Linked DNA regions of Sus scrofa: region 2 is linked to region 1. A link is a contact called in public HiChIP or PLAC-seq data. All regions are on one chromosome and are shown on one strand. Each heading gives the region's core, a stretch centred on a gene start, on an enhancer-like site or on the middle of the called end of the contact. The rest is flanking DNA. Distances are from core to core; before and after follow the strand shown. Region 1 holds the start of PIGO (GPI ethanolamine phosphate transferase 3). Region 2 holds the start of CD72 (CD72 molecule).

Evidence for each region. HiChIP or PLAC-seq counts read pairs in DNA pulled down with a chosen protein or histone mark.
Region 2: a contact with region 1 is called in an H3K27ac HiChIP or PLAC-seq map of alveolar macrophages. The contact joins the promoter of CD72 here to the promoter of PIGO in region 1. A contact is called at or near these places in 1 of 5 promoter capture datasets (fetal liver), 2 of 47 Hi-C or Micro-C datasets (mesenteric adipose tissue and skeletal muscle) and 2 of 2 datasets of contacts at active chromatin or transcription factors (alveolar macrophages and skeletal muscle).

The regions. Positions count from the first base shown.
Region 1 is chr1:235,885,718-235,893,376 of Sscrofa11.1, reverse strand. It overlaps PIGO (GPI ethanolamine phosphate transferase 3), which reads left to right and starts at 5,039. Exons shown (of 10, transcript XM_021065447.1): 1 at 5,039-5,404; 2 at 6,162-6,702; 3 at 7,571-7,659. The coding sequence starts at 6,192. STOML2 (stomatin-like protein 2, mitochondrial) reads left to right here. Exons shown (of 10, transcript XM_013986316.2): 5 at 4-105; 6 at 252-386; 7 at 546-690; 8 at 808-887; 9 at 1,116-1,244; 10 at 1,617-1,898. The coding sequence ends at 1,754.
Region 2 is chr1:236,350,044-236,357,702 of Sscrofa11.1, reverse strand. It overlaps CD72 (CD72 molecule), which reads left to right and starts at 4,275. Exons shown (of 9, transcript NM_001097493.1): 1 at 4,275-4,356; 2 at 4,452-4,559; 3 at 5,177-5,248; 4 at 5,750-5,830; 5 at 6,160-6,495. The coding sequence starts at 4,275.

The DNA of each region.
Region 1 (7,659 bases), core at 3,790-6,289:
CAGGCCAGCTATGGTGTGGAGGACCCTGAGTATGCTGTCACCCAACTAGCTCAGACAACCATGAGATCAGAGCTCGGCAAACTCTCTCTGGACAAAGTCTTCCGGGTAAGGGGATCTGAGCCAGAGTTAGCGTTTGAAAACACATATCTGGTATTTTCAGTCCTTTCCGGGGCATCAGTCCCAGGACCTTCTCAGCTTAAAACCCTGTTCGGTGGCTTGAGGCCATGAAGCTTACACCTCTCTTCCTTCAGGAGCGGGAGTCCCTGAATGCTAGCATCGTAGATGCCATCAACCAGGCTGCTGACTGCTGGGGCATCCGCTGCCTCCGTTATGAGATCAAGGATATCCATGTGCCACCCCGGGTGAAAGAGTCCATGCAGATGCAGGTGGGGGCCAGGGAGAGATGGGGAAGAGGACTTCAGGATGCTCCAGTTGCATGGGGACCTGGACTCCCTTCCCTATTGTGAAGGGAACAGTTGCAGGTCTGTGTAAGAGTTGATATTTACTCTGGTGTCTTGCCGATGGGGGTTGCTGGGCACTTCTAGGTGGAGGCAGAGCGGCGGAAACGGGCCACGGTGCTGGAGTCTGAGGGTACTCGAGAGTCGGCCATCAACGTGGCAGAGGGGAAGAAGCAGGCACAGATCCTGGCCTCCGAGGCAGAAAAGGCTGAACAAATAAATCAGGCAGCAGGTCAGCAGAGGGTATAGTATGAGGGATGAACAGGGCATGAGTCTTTGAGGGTTGGTGCTAGTACAGGAGCTTTGGGGTACCCTAACCTCATAGGTCAAGCTGTCTCTTTTCTTCCAGGAGAGGCCAGTGCAGTTCTGGCCAAGGCCAAGGCTAAAGCTGAAGCTATTCGCATTCTGGCTGCAGCTCTGACACAACATGTAAGAGGCCCCCTGGGGGGAGTAAGAGACAGGAAGTGACAGTAAAAGAAGTTCTCTCTTATATTCTTTGGAGAAATTCCTGTCTTTTTGGTTCCATTGAGCCAGATTACATGATCTCTTGTACGGTGATCTGCATATCCTCTTTCTAGGAAACTGACTTCTCTCCACTTCCTCCCCCCCCCACCCTAAATCTGTGATTTCTGATTTTTATCCTCCCTGTGGCCACAGAATGGAGATGCAGCAGCCTCACTGACTGTGGCCGAGCAGTATGTCAGCGCGTTCTCTAAACTGGCCAAAGACTCCAACACTATCCTGCTGCCCTCCAACCCTGGCGATGTCACCAGTATGGTGGCTCAGGTTAGAGTGCCCCAAGGACCTGGCTAAGAGCACAGTGAGACCCTACCACCACCATCATCATTTTTACCACAGGGACCTTTAGAGTGCCCTGAGACCTAGACCTCTCTTCATCCCCTGATAAGACCTCTCAAGACATCGTATTTTTTTTTTTCTTCAGATGCCTGTATTAGTATTTTGAGGGTGACCCTGCTATGGTAGTTTATAACATTCCTAGAACTAATTCCAAAGCCTATAAGACTTAGGCTTGAGGCTGGCTGGGTTTGTGGGGGTGGGGAAGCTTACTGCCCCTGGCTCCACCTTTTAGCCATTGGTGGGTGGTGTTATGCCTTCTGTTATGTGTCCTCATGGTTCTCTCTCTGTCCCTCTCCTCAGGCCATGGGTGTGTATGGGGCCCTCACCAAAGCCCCAGTGCCAGGGCCTCAGGACTCAGTCTCCAGCAGGAGCAGCAGAGATGTCCAGGGCACAGATGCAAGTCTTGATGAGGAACTCGATCGAGTCAAGCTGAGTTAATGGAGTTGGGCTTAGTCAGGGAGGCGGGGGATAGGGAAGCAGCATTCCCAGACTCTGGCTATAGCCTCCCTGCCAAGATTTTGGTTATTATTTTTTTATTTGAACTTTAATCATGTAATAAACTGGCCAATGGCAAAACAAAAACTGTTCTCGTTGATTGGGGAGTGAAGTTGGGAAAGTCACCAATGTTTTCCTTGGATGTTCACTGCCACTCCAGTCCTGTCAGGTCTTGGGAACGGATTCCTTCGTGAACAAGAATGAACCTCATGTAAAGTGAAATCGTCCTGTCTGTCTTCAGGAGAAACCGTGGGATACAGTGGAAAGATTAAGCCACATGTCTACTGAACTGCCTGCTGGGGAGTGTAGTCCTCCCCCTTCCTAAGTGTGGAGCTGTGAATTTGAGCAGGTGTTGGATTGTTTTTGTTTGTTTGTTTGTTTTAAATGGGAAAGAGGACTGCCCTGATAGAGTAGTACTGCTGAATGCTCAAAGGGTGCTCAGGGACTTGGGACACTCATTCATTCAAAAACACCTAATGATTGGGAGTTCCTGTTGTGGTTGAGAGGTTTAAGAACCTGACTAGTATCCATGAGGACACAGGTTTGATCCCTGGCCTCGCTCAGTGGGTTAAGGATCCAGCGATGGCGTGAGCTGTGGTGTACGTCGAAGATGAGGCTTGGACATGGTGTGGCTGTGGTGAAAGCTGGCAGCTGCACCTCTGATTAAGGCCTATGGCAGAGAAGTTGGGACCTTTGGAGCTTCTCACTGTGGCTGAAGGGTGGGGTGTTGGGGAGAGGTGACAACATGTCAAGGCCCAAATCACAGGGAAATAGAGTCCCCCACTCTGAAAAGTTTGGACTTTGTCCAGGGAGGAGGGGCATGAAAGTTTTTTTTCCCCTTTCCATGAAGAATGTTAAGAAGATTAAGGCACAATAAAAAATAAATTAAAAAAAAAGATTAAGGTAATAACAGTGTTTTAGCTAGAGCTGTCCTGCAGCAATGTAACCAGAGGATTTGAACGAGAGATGAGAGGCTGGAAGGACCATAAGAAGGCTGCCTCTGATCCTGGAGAGGGTGATGAGGCCTGAGCTGAGGTAAGGGGCTTTGAGGATATTTCAACATATTTCTGAATTAGAATTTATTCACTTAATAACTATTTATTGAATCTCAACTATATGCCAGGCACTGAGGATATAGTAATAAAATTCCCTACTCCCAGTGAGCTTACATTCTATTTGGAAGGGACAAATCATCATATCAGCAGTTCCCTGATGGCTCAGTGGGATAAGGAATCAGTATTGTCACCGCTGTGTCTTGGGTTGCTGCTGTGGTACAGGTTCAGTCCCTGGCCCAGAAACTTCCACATGCCATGGACATGGCCAAAAAAAAGAAAAAAGAAAAAAGAAAGACGTACAGTATTTCAGATGCTGATGAGTTGTACTATAAAGGAAATTAAAGGAAGGGAGATGGGGAATTTGAGTAGAAGGGGCTGTAACATTAAGTAGAGGGTTGCAGGAAACCTCATTGATGTACATTTAAGCTTAGATATGGAAATTAGGGGAAGGCCATCTGGGTATCTGAGAATAAAGCTGACAGAGGAGATTGCAAATGCAAAGGTCCTGAGGCAGAGTACACTGCCTTGTAATTGGAAGTGCAAAGCAGCTGCAGTGGACAGCAAAGTTAAGGAAGCAAAGAAGTTGTAACTAGCTAAATCAGAGAGGGAAGTGGGGAATTTGTGTGTAGGAGCTGGCCATGTAGGGCAACTACAAGAACTTAGGCTTCACTCTGATTTGAGAAAATGTTGGAGAAGTTGTTTTGTTTTTAATTGAAGTTTTTCAGATACAATTCACATACAATGCAATGCACCTGCTTAAAGTGTAAATTCAATAATTTGTAGTATATTCACAGAATTGTGCAACTGTCACAATTTAGAACATTTTCATCACTGCTTCCCCATCCCCACCCTACCACAAAAACCCTGCACCCATTAGTAGTCAGTCCTCTCCCCCCAGCCTTAGACAACCACTACTTTACTTTGTAGATTTACTGTAAATGGAATAATATGTGCTATTTTGTTATTTATTGCCTTTTTTACTTAGCGTGTTTTTTTGTTTTTGTTTTTTTTTTCTATTTCTTTGGGCCGCTCCCGCGGCATATGGAGGTTCCCAGGCTAGAGGTCGAATCGGAGCTGTAGCCACTGGCCTATGCCAGAGCCACAGCGACGCGGGATCCGAGCTGTGTCTGCAACCTACACCATGGCTCACAGCAACGCCGGATCCTCAACCCACTGAGCAAGGGCAGGGACCGAACCCGCAACCTCATGGTTCCCAGTCGGATTCATTAACCACTGCGCCACGATGGGAACTCCCTTAGCGTGTTTTTTAAGTTTTATTCATGTAGTAGCATGTAGCAATACTCATCTTTTTTTTTTTTTTTGCCAAACACTATTCTATTGTATAGATATAGCATATTTTGTTCATCCATTCATCAATGAAGGGCATTTGTGTTGTTTCTACCTTTTGGCTATTATGATAATGCTACCATGAACCCTCGAGTGTGCAATTTTTTGTGTGAACACATGTTTTTCATTTCTCTTGGGTATAATACCTATGAGTGGAATTGCTGGGTCATATGGTAACTCTATGATTAACCTTCTGAAGAACTTGCTGGACTGTTTTCCAAAGTTGCATTTTACAATTCTAACAGCAGTGTATGAGGGTTCACATTTCTTCACACCTACGCCAATACTTGTTATTCACCTTTTTTATTACAGCCATCCTCGTGGGTCTGAGGTGGTATCTCCAGCATTCCCCTGATGGCTGATGATGTTGAGCATCTTCTTATGTGTTTATTGGTCATGCATCTATCTTTTGTGGAGAAATGTCCTTCATATCTTTGCTGATTTTAAAATTGGACTGTCTTTTTATTATTGCGTTGTAAGAATTAGTGAAAGACTTGGAGTTCCCGTAGTGGTGCAGTGGTTAAGGAATCCAACTTGGAACCATGAGGTTGCGGGTCCGAGCCCTGGCCTTGTTCAGTGGGTTAAGGATCTGGCGTTGCCGTGAGCTGTGGTGTAGGTTGCAGACGCGGCTCGGATCCCGCGTTGTTGTGGCTCTGGTGTAGGCCAGCAGCTACAGCTCCAATTAGACCCCTAGCCTGGGAACCTCCATATGCCTCGGGAGCGGCACTAGAAAAGGCAAAAAAAAAAAAAAAAAAAAAAAAAAAAGGCAAAAAAAAATTAGTGAAAGACTAGCAGAGAATGAATAAAAACGCATCAGTTGGAGTCAGCTTGGCAAAAAGGGGGTAATAAATACTGTCCTTATTTTATAGATGAGGTAATGCCCAGTAATGACAATGAGTGGCAGAGCTAGGACTTAAGCTAAGTTTGGTTCCAGAAGCACAGATCTTAGTCTTAACCAAGAATGGACAGTGGTTCCCAGAACTTTTTAGCTTAGTGCCTTGCCCCCAATGCTAAATTACCATAATCTCCCACCGATTCCTTCTCTGGCCAGCCCTGCGTTCCTTGCCGAACTTCCTCGGAGGCGCCAGCAGGTGGCGATGGGCATCCCTCGCGGGCTGCTCTATCCAGCGCACGCACCTCTGTGGTGCCAGGCCGCCGGCGCCGCCGCTGCACTTCCGGGCGCCGTTTAAGGTGAGCCAGGGTCTCCCCAAACCCCCTTAAGCTGCCTTTTCCCCTTAGTAAAGAACCCTCCCACCCCGCTCACAGAGGTCGCAGTCTGGCAGGTCTAGTACCCGGGTCTGGGTGCCTAGGCGGAGGCCGGGTGGCCATCGGAGGAGGTAGAGCCATCTGGACGATTGGTCCCGGCGAGGCCCAAACGCCTCAGAACCTCGCGCCTCTGCTCTGCTGCGCCGGAGAGCTCGCGCTTCTGGTCTCTTGGCGATCCTGGCAGTCCGGAAGCGGAGTAGGACTCCTTCCTTTCGTTCCCTCGAGCCCCGCCAGGCGGCGCCGTGAGCCTGGCCGGGATTCCCCCTGCGACTGCGAGCTTTGACCACCCCAGGGGTGTTGAAATTGGCGAGGAGAGAGGCGGAGAAACGGGCTGTCAGAAAGCAGTCTACCACTTGGAATAAGTTTCTCTCGTGGACTGTGTTTTCCATCATTAGGATCTCCTGGAGCACATGTGCAAATGCCTGTGCTGCATTGCCGAAGATCCTGATTCAGGGGATCTGGGGTGGCGCCTGGAAATCAGCATTTTAAAACAGCCGCTCCAGGTCGATGCCCATAGTCTGCGCACCTCACCTTCAGAAACTCTGGTATAACTGGTGGAGAGGAACATTGCACTGGGTTGGCTATGGGAGTGTTTATCTTGAGGAAGACTTCCAAGAGGAAGTGATCCTAGCTGGGCTTTGTATTGAGAGACTAGAAAATCCACTGGTTCTTTGCTTTACAGTTATGAATTCCCTCCCCCGCCACCACCAGGATGCAGAAGATCTCAGTACTGCTCTTCCTGGCCTGGGTCAGCTTCCTCTTCTATGCCGGCATTGCTCTCTTCACCAGTGGCTTCCTGCTCACCCGATTGGAACTCAACAACCACAGCAGCTGCCAAGAGCCCCCAGGCCCCGTGTTCCTACCATGGGGGAGCCAAGGGGAGCCTGGGGCCTGCTGGATGGCTTCCCGATTCCCCCGGCTTGTGTTGGTGGTGATAGATGCTCTGCGATTTGACTTTGCAAAGCCCCAGTTCTCACACGTTTCTGGGGAACCTCCTGTCTCGTTGCCCTTCCTGGGCAAACTGAGTTCCTTGCAGAGGATCCTGGAAAGTCAGCCTCACCATGCCAGGCTCTACCAATCAAAAGTTGACCCCCCAACCACCACCATGCAGCGTATCAAGGCCCTCACCACCGGCTCACTGCCAACCTTTGTTGATGCCGGCAGTAATTTTGCCAGCTATGCCATAGCAGAAGACAATCTCATTAAGCAGCTTACCAGCACAGGTTAGTCTGGGCCTCTTTGGAGGCCAGGAGTACCTTGGCGAATTTCTTCCTTAGAAGTAGCCAGAACTCTGGGTGCCCAGCTGCATGTTTAACTAGGAGTACAGAGAAGGAGAGTTACAACCCTGCATGCTGGGAGTGCAGGTCCGGGCTTTGTCCTTCTGGAGTTTCTAATCTGCTTGGGGTATTGGTTTTACTTTGGGAGAGCTCTCAGTAAAGGGGCAGGGGAAAGACCCAAGAGAAGATGTGGGTCTAAGAGTTCCCTTCGTGGCTCAGTGGTTAACGAATCTGACTAGAAACCATGAGGTTGCAGGTTCGATCCCTGGCCTTGCTCAGTGGGTTAAGGATCCGGCATTGCCATGAGCTGTGGTGTAGGTTACAGATGCGGCTCGGATCCTGTGTTGCTGTGGCTCTGGTGTAGCCGGTGGCTACAGCTCCAATTAAACCCCTAGCCTGGGAACCTCCATATGCTACAGGAGCGGCCCAAGAAATGGCAAAAAAAAAAAAAAAAAAAAAAAGATGTGGGTTTAGTGTTCTCACAAGTGAGGAGAGATCAGAGGGTCCAGGCTCTGTCCACTCACTGACTGGGAAAAAGGAAGGTGTACCAGGAAAAACAGAAAAACAGATAGCCAGGGATTGAGAACTAGCACAGCTTTTTGTAGGAATAAGGAATAAGTGGTCTGGGTGGTACATGGTTATCAGGGCAAGCTTCCTGGCAGAAAATTTTAGGCCTTGAAGGATAAAGAGTTGTTGGATGGACCTGCTGTGACTCAGTGCATGGTTTGGATTCTGATAGATCTGTAGAAGGTCCCTCCTGTTCCCCGTCCTCTGACTCCTGCTCCGGCTATGACTCACTCTTGTGTCTTTGTAGGAAGGCGTGTGGTCTTCATGGGAGATGAAACTTGGAATGATCTTTTTCCTGGAGCTTTCTCCCAAGCTTTCTTCTTCCCATCATTTGAT
Region 2 (7,659 bases), core at 3,026-5,525, 470 kb before region 1:
GGAAACCTATTCTATTGCTGCTATAACAAATTACCACAAACTTAGTGGCTTAAAAAATATGTTTCTTACCTTACAGCGCTGTTGGTAAGAAGTCTGACACAGATCTCACTGGACTAAAGTCAAGATGTGGGCAGGGCTGGTTCCTTTTTGGAGACTCTAGGGGAGGATCTGTTTCCTGGCCTCTTCGAGTTCCGAGAGGCTGCCTGCATTCCTTGGCTCATGGTCTCTTCCTCTGCCTCCAGAACCAGTATCTGGGGGTGGAGTTCTCACATCACACCTCTCTGTCCCTTCTTCCATGGCCAATTCTCTTTCTGCCCATGGCCCTGAAATCGTCTTCCTTTCAAGGACCCATGTGATTAGGTTGGCCTCCGGGGATAAAACATGATGCTCTCCCCAGCTAAAGTGCCTTAACTTATCAAATCTATAATTTTGTCAAGTAACGTAACCTATTCACAGGTTCCGGGAATTAGATTATGAACATTTAGGGGAGGCCTTTATTCTGTCACACCCTGTCTGTAGATAGGTCCTCCTGGAGGAGTCAGTGGCTTAAAGTGATGAAGATGAGAAGTTCCCGTTGTGCCTCAGCAGGTTAAGAACCCGACTAGTATCCATGAGGATGCAGGTTTGATCCTTGGCCTTGCTCATGAGTTGTGGTTGTAGGTCATAGACATGGCTTGGATCTGGCGTAGCTGTGGCTGTGATGTAGGCTGGCAGCTGCAGCTCTAATTCAACCCCTAGCCTGGGAACTCCTATATACTGCAGGTGTGGCCATAAAAAGAAAAAAATAAAGGTGATGAAGATGGACAGAACTTTTAAAGTTTGAGAGACTTCCTTGACCTCCTGATGTTGGCTGGACTTCACTAATGTTTATATAGATCAGCCCCTTCCCACAGAGTAAACTGTTTCCCGATGCCCTCAGAGCTGGGCTGCCTCCTCTTGTCTACTTTAAGAATCTACTCCCTGGAGTTCTCACTGTGGTGCAGCGGGTTAATGATCCAGCTTGTCTCTGTGGAGGCACTGGTTCAATCCCTGGCCTGGCACAGTGGGTTAAGGATCCAGCGCTGCCATGGCTGTGGTGTAGGTCACAGCTCTGGCTCAGATTCAATCCCTGGCCCAGGAACTTCCATATGCTGCAGGGGTGACTGGGGAAAAAAAAAAAAAAAAGCACTCACTCTCTGAAATAATCATGAAGGGGTCAGGAGAGACAAGAAATGGGCTTTGGTATTTTTCCTCTAGGATCTAAGCTGAAATTATGATCCTGGAAAAGCTGAAATGTACAGCACTAGCCCCTCAGCTCTGAGAAGCTCCCAGGCATTCCTGATACGTGGGCAGGTAAGGTGTGGCTCAGAATGACAAGTGTCCTTTCTAATGACCAGCCTTGAAAGGAAATTTGAGTGTCAGTGTTGCAAAGACCCCATGAGATACACACGGGAAAAGAGGTAGACTCTGCTCTCATACCCTGTTCATGAAGGAAGGCTACACAACAGTCTAGGACTGAGGGGATGCAGAATGTCTGAAGATGTGTAACCAGCAGCAAAAGAGCTAAAGAGGACAGAAACACAGGCCCAGCTGGCCTAAGACATCCAAGGCACTGTGGGCTTGCAGTTTAGCTCATCCATTCCCATCTGGGCATTCTCCCTTCTGAAGCCTCACCAAGGGTTCAGTTAGGCAGCATGCCTGCTGATACTTCTTTTGAGTGCATACTGGAAGCTTGGTTTGGGCATTTTACCTGGCATCTAATCTAGGCCCTGGTGTGTATTGGTTCTGAAAACTGGGACATCATCTCCAATTTATCGAATTCCTCCAAGTGTCCCTGCAACTGATTTACACACATGCTGTCCCCTCCCCCATGCGCTGTGCACCACAGATGCAAGTTTCTGATGGTCCCCACCCACCCCTGCCACCAGCTGCTATACACTCCCACTTACTCTCACAGGCCCCCAGAGGCCCCCAGGGAGTCCCCAACACACACCTCCGTCCTTATCTGGGGGAGGGGACTGGGTTGTTGGAAACTTCAATCAAGCAGGGATGTTAACAGCTGCAGGGACACCCAAGGAAACAGTGAGTCTTAAAAAGGAAATATTTGTAGAATCTGTCCCCAGGACCTACTTTTTTTGGGGGGGGAGGTTGTCACACTCGCAGTATATGGAAATTCCCAGGCTAGGGGTTGAATCGGAGCTATAGCAGCCAGCCTACACCACAGCCACAGCAACGCGGCATCTGAGCTGTGTCTCACCAAACCACAGCTCACAGCAGTGCCGGATCCTTAACCCATTAAATGAGGCCAGGGATCCAACCCACATCCTCGGGGTACTGAGCCATGAAGGGAACTCCCTTCCCATGACATTTTAGGACTTCTGAAAATGGCCTGTCATTTCCCACTGTGGGAAAAAACCCACAGCGATCACTGGCCCCCTTCAGGTCACAAAATCTCTTCTGTGTCTGACCCTCCAGACAGGCTTGGGTGGAGAGGCTGGCCTCACACAGACTGCAGAGATCTGGGGATGCGTGTGTATGCCAGCAGCCTCACAAACATGCGGACATCTGCCTCTCCCTCGGACACATTTCTCAGGTGATAAATGTGGGCGTCTGTGTCAGTGGGAACTTCTTCTGGAGTGGGCCGGGTAACGCTGTTAGGCAGAACTCTCGACAGACTCATAGGCCCCTCACAGCGCCCCTCCACACCCCACTAACTGTACACGACAAGCAGTTAGTGTGTGGTGAGGAACTCTTTCTCCTTCCTTTTTCCTGCCCACAGCTGCAGTGGGGCCCCGGGTCTCAGGGGGCGGATGTCACCTGCCAGGGGTGGGCTTTTTCCCCGCTCCATACCTGGTCTTGTTCCAGGCTCTTAACCCCAGTGAACCCTTTGGGTGGTCACATCCTGGTAAAAGAACTTTAGGGAGCACCTCAACACCACTGCTCAGCAGGCCCTCCTCCCCCACTGTTTCCTCTCCATCAGACAGGCCTCTCTGTCCCTGGTTTTCCCCTACAAATGCCCTTTTTTCAGTGGGGCTGGGTGTAAAGGGACAAAGTAGGGACTTTTTAAAAGGAAGAACTTTACTAGGGAAGTAAGAGAGGAACCAAAATCAAAGCAAGGAAATATCAAAACCTTGGCTGTTTCAGTCTGCCCATTCAGAACCCAGCCCTGCCCTGTTTCTTTGCCTCCCCTCTGAGAAGCTCTGGCCCAACTTCATCCATGTGCAAGACCTTTGCTTGCCCGACCCCTGACCCCTGACAAGGTGCACGAACAGTCAGTGCTCCAGGCTGTTCCAGAGGAGCACAAGCAGGGGTGTCCCTCACTCCAGTCCAGCCTGTCCCAGAGCTTCTGCCTCCTGGACTCAGCTTGCTGGGTCCAGCTTAGATATTAGAACACAGAGGTTTCCATGAGTGGCCAGAGGGTAGGATGGAACGAGGAAGGGGCTGACTGTCAGTAGGGCAAAAAGGGTGGAGGGGGAAAGGCTGCGAAGCGAGAGTAGAGAGTCGAGGGGTGTTTACATAAGAGAATCAGTTTGGTCCCAGATTTTCTGCATCCTCCCAAGGATTGCCACATTCCCAGGAAGAGCTTTGGATCGAGAACTTCCCTGTATGTGGGATTCTTGGCAGCTGTCTAGGACTACAGCAGGAGGGGAGCTGGGCCCATCCCCCCAACCCCCAAACTGACGGAGAGAAAAGTCCCACCAAATCAGGGACCCTTTTCTGGGAACCCACACCTGCGGGGAACGCCAGGATGAACCCCATTGCTAGGACACCCCCCTTCCTCCCGAGAAGCAATGACTGGGGAGATACTCCATAGACAGCTCAGCACAAAAAAGCTCTGACTACACACAGAAAGCCTCCGGACTGGGAAGTGAGGTGAGGAATGTGGGGCAAATCAAGGGAGAGGATGAGGGTGGGTGTTTGAAGCCCAGCTCTGCCAAAGTGGGTCTGGGATGCATGAAAGGGGAGCACAGGCAGGACACAGGAATGAGCCTCAGTAATGTTTCTGTGACACCTCACAACCCCAAACCCCATGCTCTGGACCTCAATTTCCCCTCCCCTGCCCCTCTAACTGGGGATCAGGGGTCCCGTTTGCTTCACTGAACCCATCTGTCTGAGACCAGCTCATATCTTCCTCTTTTGTGACTGTAAGTCACAAGGCAAAGCACTAAGCTGTGTGTAGTCACAGAGGGAACACAGAACCTAAAAGTGTGAAGGGACAGAGGGGAAAGTGGCAAGGAAAGCCTGGAGCCCGTGGAAGAGGGGGGAGACAGGTGGGAGCAGAGGTCCCCAGGATCATGGCTGAGGCCATCACCTACGCAGACCTGCGGTTTGTGAAGGCTCCCCTGAAGAAGAGCGTCTCCAGCCGCCTAGGACAGGGTAAGGGTGGATGAATGTCGCCTTGATGCTGCATCTCCAACCTCCTTCCTGCCCCTCCTTCCACACCCAGATCCCACCTTTTCTCTCCTCTCCAGACCCAGAGGCTGATGAAGATGGAGAACTCACCTATGAGAATGTTCAAGTGCCCCCAGGCCCAGGGGGGCCCTCGATCTTGGCTCCTTCTGGATTAGGGAACAACACAGGTCTGGAGAGCCCAGGGGATGTGTGTCTGCCTGGGGTGGGGTGGTGGGGGTGGTGCTGTGTCTTGAGCTGGGGCGTCCTCAGCATTCTTGGGAGGACAATACCCTTGGAGAGGAGAGGTGTTCTCAGGAAGAGAGTGAACACCACTTATGGGGGCCAGGGAAGGATGAAGCTCCGAGGGTGTGTGTGTGGGGGATCCCAGTGGGGAGCTAGGGCTTTGACGAAGGACCAGGGCAGCCCTGTGGGGAGCTGCGCTCCAATGAGAAATGGGGGGTCCCGGGAGAGAGAAGGGAGGGGAGGGGAGAAGGGTGAGTGCACTCCTGGGGAGAGGGTTTGGGGCAGGCAAATGAGGGGCCCCTGAGGAAAAGATAAAGGGAGACCCAGGAGGGCGACAGAGGGTCCCCCGGGAAGAACAAGGTAAGACCCAGGAGGAACACGACAGTCCCAGGGGAGAAGAGGAACTCCGGGGACCCCGGGCACCGCTAAGGGTGTCCCGGAGCAGTGGCAGAAGGCACCTTAGGACCGACTGGGATCTCGCCGCGGTGAGGGGGGTCGGGGAGGGAGAAGGGGCTTTTCCCCGGCCTTCCTGTCTTCAACCTGGGACCGCTCCCTTCCGCAGGGGCGCAGACTGAGCAGCCAACGGCCGCCTGGAGCTCCTCGACGTCACCAGCTGCCAGGCGGATTCTCCCGCGTGAGTAACGCACGCTCCTCGCCACGCGCGCGCCGCCCTCCGCCCTCCGCCCGGCGGGGCCGCGCGCGGGACCTCGTGCTGGGCGCCTTTCCCCGCCGCTCCCCCTCCAGGGTCCGCGAGGGTGGTCGCGGGAGTCACGTGCGAGCGCCCGCTCCCATGGGTGGTAGTGCTCCGCTCGGAGGTGTGCAGGTCTGGCCAGGGACTGACCTTACTCTGGTCCGCATTCCCTTCTTCGCCCTCTCCCCGGTCTCCATCTGACATTTAGTTCCAGGTCCTACCAGGTAGTGCGCCTCAGTCAGTCCTTACCAGTAACAATGCCCAGCCCTACTTCTGGAACACCTTCCCTCCGCTACCTGCAGAAACTCTGCGGGACAGAAACCACCATGCGTGCTCCAAGTCCTCTGTGGGATGTTCCTTCCCATGAATCTCCCACACTCCCACCCCCTCAGTCTGTTAACTTTCCTGGGGTTCATGAACCCCCATTCCACTGTCTCCCTGCAGGCTGCGCTCGGTACTTCCTTCTGGGCCTGCTCCTCACCTGCCTGCTGTTAGGGGTGGCCGCCATCTGCCTGGGAATGCGCTGTGAGTATGGCGACTACCCCCCATTTCCCACATGCCCCAGACAACCTGCTCCCCCACAGTTGCCCTTCCTCCCCAGCGCCCCGAGTTACCACTACCACATCCTCAGCCTTTCCTCTGGCTTCCAGCCAGGTCTGCTTCAGAGCACTGTGTCTTTCTAAATTGTCTTTAACTAATCCAGTACCTCCTTAAGCTTTAGGCAGTCAGATCTTATAGTCCAGCCTGTTAGGCAGAAAAATTGCCAAGAAACAGAAAAAGGGCTGACGCTGAAGTCTCAGGGCATCAGAGCATGGCTGAAGATGTCCTTCAAATTTTTCTTTATGGCCAAACAGATCTGCAGGTGTCTCGGCAGCTCCAGCAGATGAGCAGGGTTCTGGAAGCCACTAACAGCACCCTGAGGCAGCAGCTGCGCCTAAAGATAACCCAGCTGGGGCAGAGGGAAGAAGATTTGCAGGGGTCCAGGAAGGAGCTGGCTCAAAGTAAGGAAACACTACAAATGGAACAGAAGATTTGCCAGACTACCAGAGAGGAGTTGCAGGCCTGCCAGTTGGACAGGAAGACGACAGATGAAGCCTTGAAAAACAAGGAGGTACAGAGGATAAACTTGGAGCGGAGGCTGAGAAGTATGCAGGACACACTGAAGCCCTTCTTTACATGCTCCTCACCAGGTATGTGCTCTGAGAGAGAAGAGATGGGAGGGTCTGCTGTGAGCAATGGATCGAAGTGAGGAGACACTTGTGACAGGGGTCTGTCCATCTATTAGGGGACCATTGAGTTGTTCAGGAAAGGGGTAGTGAACCGGAATACTTGCCTTGGCCAACGGGGAGAAGGATCTAGCTGGATAAGGATTTAGGGGGACTCACCTAGCTCAAAGGAGGATCCTGTCAAAGGAGGATCCTGTGGAGGAGAGGAGGGTGGCAGCCAGCAATGCAAAATGACACTGTCCAGAGCAGCAAAGTCAGGGCTCATCTGGCTTGACATCAGCATCAAGGATCTGGGCACACCTGAATATGGTTGTGCAATTGGTTGTTTGCATGTTTTTTCTAAAGACAGGCTCTATAGCTTTCTTTCTTTCTTTTTTTTTTTTTTTTGCTTTTTAGGGCCACACCCATGGCATATGGAGGTTCCCGGGCTAGGGCGGCTAGGGGTCTAATCGAAGCTACAGCTGCCAGCCTATACCAGAGCCACAGCAACGCCAGCCGCATCTGCGACCTACTCCATAGGTCATGGCAATGCCGCATCCTTAACCCACTGAGCGAGGCCAGGCATCGAACCCACAACCTCATGGTTCCTAGTTGGATTTGTTTCCGCTGCACCATGACGGGAACTCCAGGATCTATAGCTTTACTTCATTCTTTCCACACCTGAGATTCCCCAAAAGATTAAAAATAACTGATGGAAAAGGTGCAGTCTTGGGTGGGATAAAAAAAGCCGAAGCTCTCACAGTGAGGAGGGTGGGGGTGTGATAGGGCAGGGAACTAGGGTGGGTTGCTTATCCACTTTGAAAGGAGGAGCCCAGCCAGTATGTGGGGATGAGGGAGAGGGAGACATAGAAGGTTTGCCAAAGTAGGCTGAGGTTGAGGCAGTGTCCCTGGCCCAAGGGTACTGGAATGTTCATGGACTGGTTGTCTAGAGGTTAGGCTTTGTCTGGCTCGGGGGCATCTGGATACTCTCCCCAGGCTTAAAACAGAGAGATTTTGTAAGACACCTCCAGCCCTCATTTCTCCAACCTTCTGATTCTCTACAAACCTCAGTTCCATGCCAATGCTGCTTCCATCCCCACAGCTGCTCCCTAGACCTCAGCATCCCAAACTGCTCATCTGAGGAAAGGA